Linked DNA regions of Macaca mulatta: region 1 is linked to region 2. The links are chromatin contacts, called in public Hi-C maps. All regions are on one chromosome and are shown on one strand. The core of a region is the stretch at or near the end of the contact, and the rest is flanking DNA. Distances in the headings are between cores, read along the strand shown. Region 1 holds the start of CCDC9 (coiled-coil domain containing 9). Region 2 holds the start of AP2S1 (adaptor related protein complex 2 subunit sigma 1).

Evidence for each region. A called contact is a pair of places that touch in the nucleus more often than the background predicts.
Region 1: a Hi-C map of cortical neurons shows a contact between it and region 2, with 3 times the contacts expected there. The contact joins the promoter of CCDC9 here to the promoter of AP2S1 in region 2.

What each region holds. Positions count from the first base shown.
Region 1 is chr19:59,746,239-59,750,723 of T2T-MMU8v2.0, forward strand. CCDC9 (coiled-coil domain containing 9) reads left to right here and starts at 1,393. Exons shown (of 16, transcript XR_013409955.1): 1 at 1,393-1,477; 2 at 3,410-3,483; 3 at 3,637-3,741. It also overlaps the pseudogene LOC718020.
Region 2 is chr19:59,318,467-59,322,622 of T2T-MMU8v2.0, forward strand. It overlaps AP2S1 (adaptor related protein complex 2 subunit sigma 1), which reads right to left and starts at 2,227. Exons shown (of 5, transcript NM_001261143.2): 1 at 2,125-2,227. The coding sequence starts at 2,127.

The DNA.
Region 1 (4,485 bases), core at 143-2,642, 430 kb after region 2:
TGTCGCCCAGGCTGGAGTGCAATGGCACGATCTCAGCTCACTGCAACCTCTGCTTGCCGGGTTTAAGCGATTCTCCTGCTTCAGCCTGTAGGTGGGATTACAGGCGTTACAGGTGCCTGCCACCATGCCTGGCTAATTTTTGTATTTTTTAGTAGAGACAGGGTTTCACCACGTTGGTCAGGCTGGTCTCAAACTCCTGACCTCAGGTGATCCACCCGCCTCAGACTCCCAAAGTGCTGGGATTACAGGTGTGAGCCAGGGCGCCCAGCCTATTTTATTTCATTTTGAGACGGAATCTCCTTGGTCGCCCAGGCTGCAGTGTGGTGGTGCAATCTCGGCTCACTGCAACCTCTGCCTCCCAGGTTCAAGCGATTCTCCAGCCCCAGCCTCCCAAGTAGCTGGAATTACAGGTGCCCGCCCCCAAGCCTAGCTAATTTTTGTATTTTTTTTTTTGAGATGGTGTCTCTCTCCGTCGTCCAAGCTAGAGTGCAGTGGTGCGATCTTGGCTCACTGCAAGCTCCGCCTCCCAGGTTCACGCCATTCTCCTGCCTCAGCATACTGAGTAGCTGAGACTACAGGCACCCGCCACCATGCCCGGCTAATTTTTTTGTATATTTAGTAGAGACGGGGTTTCACCATGTTGGCCTGGATGGTCTCGAACTCCTGGCCTCAAGTGATCCGCCCTCCTCGGCCTCCCAAAGTGCTGGGCTTACAAGCGTGAGCCATCCCGGCCGGCATTTAAATTTATTTTTGAGAAGGAGTACGCTCTGTCGTCTAGGCTGGGTGCGGTGGCATGATCTCGGCTCACGGCAACCTCTGCCTCCCCGGTTCAAGCGATTCTCCTGCTTTAGCCTCCCAAGTTGCTGGGGTTACAGGCGCGCGCCACCACAACCGGCTAATTTTTTTGTAGAGATGGGATTTCACAATGTTGGCCAGGCTGATCTCGAACTTCTGACCTCAGGTGATCCGCCCGCCTCGGCCTCCCAAGGTTCTGGGATTAGAAGTGTGAGCCACCCCCCGCCGGTTGAACATCTGAAGCTTCTAAAGCGAACTCTTAGGTTTCATTGGCACGAGGGGCTCGAACCAGGTCAGCCTTCCAGGCGTCAGTGCCCAATGCTTGGCATCTACTGACAGAAACCAGGAATAAGGGGCTGGAGGCGGAAACAGCTTGAAGAAAGAGGTAGAGGCCAGGGAGTGAGGACGGTGTCTCCTTTTCCTGGAAGTTGGTAATTCAGGCAGAAGGAAATTGGATGAGCTTCCAAAACACCCGGGGGGCCAGGTGGCCCCGATCCCACCTCCACTGCGGAGACGCGGCCCCTTTAAGGCTCCCGGAAACGGTCCCACAGGGCCGGAAGTGACCCTCTTTATTTCTCTGCCTCACGTGGTGCGGGCAGGAAGTGACGCGCGTGGCCCGGGAGCTGCGGACGCAGAGGCGGACGGAGCTGGAGTCGCGGACGCCGCGGGGTCTCCGGGACAGGTGACCGGGGGGAGGGGGCCGGGAGCGCGCCCAGAGAAGGCGGGGCCTGAAGCTCCACGTGGCGGGGAGCGCGAACAGGCGTGGGCGGGGTGGGGAGCCGCCGGCGGGGGCGGGGTCGGAGTACTCTGCGGGGGGCGGGGACAGGACGCCCACATGGGAAGCTGGAGGGGCGCTGGCGCGGCGGGCCGTTGGGGGGGGTGGGTAGGGCCGAGGCGGGGCGGGGCCCGAGCCTGGGCCGGCGGCTGTGGGCGGGGCCTAAAAGTTGTGGCTGGGCTGTGGGCGGGGCCATATGTTGCTTGGACAGCTGTGTGGCGGGGCTCCGATGCCCGGCGGACGCGCTGTGGGCGGGGCCAGAAAGTTTTGCCTGACTGGAAGTGGGTCCAGATTGTTGGCCGGGACGTTGGGGGCGGACCCAGAGGCTGACGCGTGCCGGGGGCGGGGCCACTTTATAGTGGTGAGCCAGGGGGCGGGGCCAGGGAGCTGGTGGGGAATGCTGGGGGTGGAGCCAGAAAGTTTCGTCTGAGCCACGGGCGCGGCCAGAGCGTTGACGGGGAAGCCACGGGTGGGGCCAGATGCTGACGTAACGAGGTGTGGGAGGGAGTCAGGGGGCGTGTCCAGGAAGTTGGCCAGGCCAATCGGAGGCGGGGCCGGAGGGTTGACTGGGAGGGCCGGAGGCGGGGATGGAATAATAATAATAAGAGATGGGAGGGGCGGGTCTGGGCTGTTGCCTGGGAGAAAGTCGGGAGGGGGGCTAGATTAATGGCCCATGGGTTGGGGCGGGGCTAGAGCGGTTTCCAGGATGTCGGGGAAGTGGCCCTGGCATTCCCAGCTGGATTGAGGCTGGAGCTTTGCACAGAAAATCTGGGGCGGGCCTGGGTATTTTTGTCCTTGTTGGTTGGGGCTGGTGGAGTATTCAGTGGGGCAAAAGGCCAGTTCCAGGAAGCCTCGCCAGTGAGTTCTGGGCCTGTGTACAGAATCCTTTCGGGGGAGGCGGGAGGCTGTTGAGTTTCCTTAGGGTGCTGAAGACCGGGACTAGGAAGTCCCTGGGGAAGGTGTGGGCTTGGCGTGTTCTCTGAAAACTTGGGCAGCCAATAAGAGTGGGGTTCAGACTTTCTTTGAGCGTGGGATTAGGAATGTTTCTGAACCTTACCTGGCGGAGCTAGAATATTCGCCTGAATATGAGAGGCACCAGGATGAGCACAGGGAGGTGGGTCTGGAACTTTCTTGTGCAGGCTGGTTGGAGGGGTTGTAGTTGGAACTCTCGATAGGGAACCGGGCTAGCACTCATACCACAGGGTATGCAGGCTGGACTAGAATCTGCGTTTGGAGGAGAGCAGTGTTGGATACTTAAGTAGTGGGTGGGGGCCAGAATATCCCCAAGGTGGGTTTCACTAGATTGTTTACATGGGAACTGGGTGAGTCCACAAAGATCATGAAAGGGCTGAGTCTTAATTTCTTTCTTTTTGTTTTTTTTTTTGGGACGGAGTCTCGCTCTGTTGCCCAGGCTGGAGTGCAGTGGCGCGATCTCGGCTCACTGCAAGCTCTGCTTTCCCGGGTTCACGCCATTCTGCTGCTTCAGCCTGTAGCTGGGACTACAGGCGCCCGCCACCACACCCGGCTAATTTTTGTATTTTTAGTAGAGATGGCGTTTCACCGTGTTATCTAGGATAGTCTCGATCTCCTGACCTTGTGATCCGCCCATCTCGGCCTCCCAAAGTGCTGGGATTACAGGCGTGAGCCACCACACCTGGCCCATCTTAATTTCTATGGAGAAGGTAGAGCTGGCAGTTGAAGGGAGGGAGAGTGAGGGCTAGAATTCTCTTGCGGTACAGGTTTTTTTTGTGTATGGCTACGAGGAGCCCCCAGTATGTTAGAGGACGAAGTAGATTGGGGGGCCATTGGCCTTAGTCCTTCTTTTTCCTCTGCCCCCAGGAACCCTCAGTGCTGTGTCTAGATTCTGCAGGGGAGGTTTGCTGGGACCTTGACCCCACCGAGCCAGCGAAATGGTGAGGCTGAAAGTGGGTCTCTAGAATCTCAGTTTTGGGGAAGGGGGCTTGGGAGGATGGGATCCAGGGGGGCAGACTCTCAGACCCCAGGGGAAAATCCCTGGTATGGATGGAGGTTTTTCCTTCCATCCCTCAACTGCCTCCTGGTCTCAGGCAGCCACACTCGATTTGAAATCAAAGGAGGAGAAGGATGCTGAGTTGGACAAGAGGATCGAGGCTCTTCGGCGGAAGAATGAGGCCCTCATCCGGCGCTACCAGGTGCCCTAGCCCCGCCCTGGGAGACCCCATCCCCTCTCTTCCCCGCAGTGAGTTTTTCTCACCTCTCCCTTAAAACCTTTTCATGGCTCCCCATCACTGTCAGGATAAAAGCCAAAGGCCTTAGCCTGACATCCCTTCTTTCATTCCATTATTCATTCATTCATTCATTTGTTCACAAGTATTCCCCAAGATCTTTACCGTACCAGCCCCGGTGCTGAGTGGTGCTGGGGATACAGCTGTGATTGAGACAGACCCAGGCCTACCCCTCCAGGGTCCACCGTCTAGTCAGGGATGTCCCAGAGTGGACAAGTCTGGAATCAGGAAATCCAGGGGTCTGTGGGAGTCTGGAGGAGGCTCCTGCCCAGCCTTGGGGATATCAGGAAGGGTTTCCTGGAGGAGTGGACTTTGAGGCTTGAGTGGTGAGTACACAATAACCAGTTGAGAAGGAGAGGGGAACATGTTTCAGGCAGAGAGAACAGTTTGTGCAAATGTTGGAAGCGAGAGAGAGCTTGGAGCTTCAAGTTGGAGGGTTGGTTAGGAGAGAATTGACCTGGGCAGGTCAGCAGGGACTAGGCTGTGCGGGGCCCTGAATGCCACCAGGCTGAGTTTGAACTTTGTCCTGAGGGCGCTGGGGAACCAGGGAGAGCCTTGAGCAGGGGTGGGACCCGTCAGAATAGTTCTTTAGGAAGGCGCCTCTGGGTGCTGTGTGGTGGTGGGTGGGAGGAGGTGACACTGGAGCCCAGT
Region 2 (4,156 bases), core at 977-3,476:
CACAGTTGTGTAAAAATCACCACTATCTTTTTTTTTTTTTTTTTGAGACAGAGTCTCACTCTGTCGCCTAGGCTAGACTGCAATGACACTGTCTCAGCTCACTGCAACCTCTGCCTCCCAGGTTCAAGCGATTCTCCTGCCTCAGCCTCCTAAGTACCTGGGATTACAGGCGCATGCCACCATGCCCGGCTAATTTTTGTATTTTTAGTAGAGATGGGGTTTCACTATGTTGGTCAGGCTGGTCTCGAACTCCTGACTTTGTGATCTGCCCGCCTCAGCCTCCCAAAATGCTGGGATTACAGGCATGAGCCACTGTGCCCGGCCTTTTCTCTTTTCTTTTCTTTTTTTTTTTTTTGAGACAGAATCTCACTCTGTCACCTAGGCCAGTGGCACAGTCTCGGCTTACTGCAGCCTCTGCCTCCCGGGTTCAAGCGATCCTCCTGCCTCAGGCTCCCAAGTAGCTGGGATTACAGGCGTCCACCACCACGCCTGGCTAATTTTTGTATTTTTAGTAGAGAGGGGGGTCTTACCATGTTGACCAGGCTGGTCTCGAACTCCTGACCTCATGTGACCAGCCTGCCTCAGCCTCCCAAAGTGCTGAGATTACAGGCATGAGTCACCACCCCAGCCTGAGAGTCTTCTCTTAGGAAAGAGTCCACTCTCTTTCCTAAGCCTCATTCTCCACACACTCTATCCTCCCTCCCCCAACCAACCAAACTGGACTGCAACAGGATGTTACACTCTCCTTCCAAGAACTCCTTCTGCTGAGCCAGGGAAAACCACTTCCTAGCAGGGGAGGGGTCCCGGGCAGGAAGGGACATTGGGGGACCTACACCAGGCAGCCACAGCCTGGGAGCCAAGCCCGAGACATATGCACAGAGTTAGGAGAACTAGAAGCAAACCCACAGAGTTGACAAAACGCTCTGCCTCTTGCTCCCAAATTCCCTCGTATACCTCTCCCTGTTTTCTTCCCAATCGGAATCTCAAGTCCCCTCCGTCCTGAATCCCTGCATCCTCACGCCTCTACCGTCCCCCCTAGATGCCCCCCAACCTTCCCTGTCTCCAATCCCCCTCATCTGGAGTTGTTCCCTTTTGACCTCCACTTTCTCGGTCTTAGTTCCCCTCCTTGGGGCCTCAATGGGCTTTTTATTGGTGACATCCCTTGTTCCACTCCCAGGTTTCCTCCCTTCTTCAAAAGGTCACATTTTGCCTCCAAGGACCCTGTTCCTGGAGGAGACTCCGCCCCGACTCTGACACCCTTTCCCATTCGTTTTCTTTCCCAACTTCCAGCCCGAGGAACCCTTTCCTAGATCCAAAGCCCCAACCTGGGGGATAGGGGCACTCCTAAATCCAATGTTCAGTCTTTGCCCCAACAAAGATTCCTCCCCAGATCTCACACTTTCAAGCCTACTCCCCACCCCACAAGATCTCTCTTTTTGGAAAGACCTATTCAATTGCTATTCAATTGCTCCCCATTCATTCCGAGTGTCTATCTTATCTCCAGGCCCTCTCTCCTTTTACAGAGCTCTCCCAGACGCTTAAGTCTCATTCCCTACAGTTGCCTCCTTTTGGTTTCCTGTGCCAGGTCTCTTCTCCTTGAGATGATCCCTCTCTCATAGGCAGTCTCCTGCCCCTGTTTCAACATCCCCTCTCCACCTGCAATCAGATCCTTGTCTCTAGAGACTCCTCCCACCAAGAAAACCTCCCTCCCCTTTTCCAAGGTCTCGCGTTCTTGTCCCAGCGCTCCCGCCACACTTCCAGAGCGCCTTCCTCTTTGGGACGCCCCCTCCCCACCTCCAATGCCTTCTCGCTACCCCCAAGACTGTGTCTCACGAGTTTCCTCCCGTTTCAAAGCTTCCAACTATCTACAATGTCTCCCACCTGCACGGCCCTTTCCCCTTGGAACACCACCCCAATGCCTGTCGCCGCGAGACCCCTGGTAACCCCCGCGCTTAGAATCACCGCCCTGTGCCCTCCTTCCCGGCCCTGGCCCCAATCCCCGGAGCCCGCGCCCGACCCAGACCATCCGCAGCAGAGAAGGGGCTTGTCAGCGCCCAATCGAGCCTCGGCTATTTACGCGTGGACCCCCCTCCGCCAGTCCCAGGCGTAGCGCGCCCCCGTTACCATGGCGACCCCCGTCCGGACCCCAGCGGCCCCGGTCCCGCGGCGACTGGGCAGCTCCGGCTCAGGGTGCAGTTGTAGGGCCCAGAGCTAGAGCGGACTTCCGGTAGAAAAACCCGCCTTCCCTCTCGCGCACAGACCCCTGGGAGTTGTAGTTTCACCAATGGGGCCAGCCTGGGTGAAGATGGGTGAAGAGTCACAGCCAGTCCTTTTCCTACTAAACGAGTCAGATCCCAAGTGCATGCTGGGATTTGTGGACAAACATCTTTACAGAGGACTACAGTTCCCAAGATGATGAAGAACCAGCGGTGCAGGCGTTGCATTCGGGGAAATGTAGTTCTCTTAGGCACCCCCCCCCCCCCAACCCCAGAGAGAAGGGCATGCTGGGAATAGTAGTTTTAAATTTTGAAAAACTGTCCTGGGGAGCTAGAAAATGTCTTTCCATTCCTCATTCAGTGATTTCTTCAATTTTTTTTTTTAAATAGAGACGGGTCTAGATATATTGCCTAGGTTGATCTCGAACTCAGTTCAAGCGACCCTCAGCCTCCCAAATCACCAAGATTACAGGCATGAGCCACCACCACACCAAGCCAGTGCTTTGCTTAAAACATGTTGCATGTGTCTCTCGGGAGACAACAGTTTAAGAGCATGCATTTGAACCGGCCGGGCGTGGTGGCTCACCCCTGTAATCCCAGCAGTTTGGGAGTCCGAGGCGGGCGGATCACTTGGTCGGGAGTTCGAGAGACCAACCTGACCAGCATGGTGAAACCCCCATCTCTATTAAAAATACAAAAAATTAGCCGGGCATGGTGGTGCGCACCTACAATCCCAGCTACTCAGGAGGCTGAGGCAGGAGAATCACTTGAACCCAGGAGGCAGAGGTTGCAGTGAGCCCAGATCTCACCACTGCACCCCAGCTTGGGCAATAAAGACTCCAAAAAAAAAAAAATCTCTAGGTTGGCCAGGGTGTGGTGGCTCATGCCTGTAATCTCAGCACTTTGAGAGGCTAAGGTGGGTGGATCACCTGAGGTCAGGAGTTCGAGACCAGCGTGGCCAAAATGGTGAAACCCTGTTTCCACTAAAAATACAAAAATTAGCTGGGTGTGATGGAAGGTGCCTGTAATCCCAGCTACTCAGGAAACTGAGGCAGGAGAATTGCTTGAACCCGGGAGGCAAAGGTTTCAGTGAGCCGAGATCATACCATTACACTCTAGCTGGAGTGACAAGAGCAAAACTCTGTCAAAAAAAAAAAAAAAAAGCAAAAACTCCAGGTCCGCAGTTAGTTTAGTTTTTTTGATGTGTTTTGCTTTTGTCTTTGTTTTTTTCCTGAAAGAGGGTCTCCCTTGGTCACCCAGGCTGTAGTACAGTGGCATGATCTCAGCTCACTGCAGCCTCAACCTGCTGGGCCCAAGCGATCCCCTGGCTTCAGCCTCCCGAGTTGCTGAGACTACATACACATGCCGTCACACCTGGCTATTTTTGGGTACTTTTTGTAGAGACAGGGTCTTGCTATGTTGCCTAGGCTGCTCTTGAACTCCTGAGTTCAAGCGATCCTTCCTCTTCCACCTCTCAAAGTATTGAGATTACAGGCATGAGTCACCATGCCCAACCTAGTTTGGTTTTTTTAAATGGCCTTTATTACATTTTAAAAATTATTTCATTTGCCCTATGAGTATGTAGTGTATGTTTGTCTAGATCTCTCATTAGGTAGTGAGTTGTTGAGGGCAGGGACCCTGTCTGATAACTGTATCTTCATTACCTAGAACATGATGACAGATGGTAAGCAGTCAATAAAGTTATTACTATTAGTACTGAGGGGAGATTGGCCCTAATAAGAACAAAGCAGGCCAGGCGTGGTGGCTCACTCCAGTAATCCCAGCACTTTGGGAGGCCAAGACGGGCAGATAACCTGAGGTCAGGAGTTTGAGACCAGCCTGTCCAACATGGCGAAACAGCATCTCTACTAAAAATACAAAAATTGGCCAGGCTTGGTAGCACATGCCTGTAGTACCAGCTACTCGGGAGGCTGAGGCAA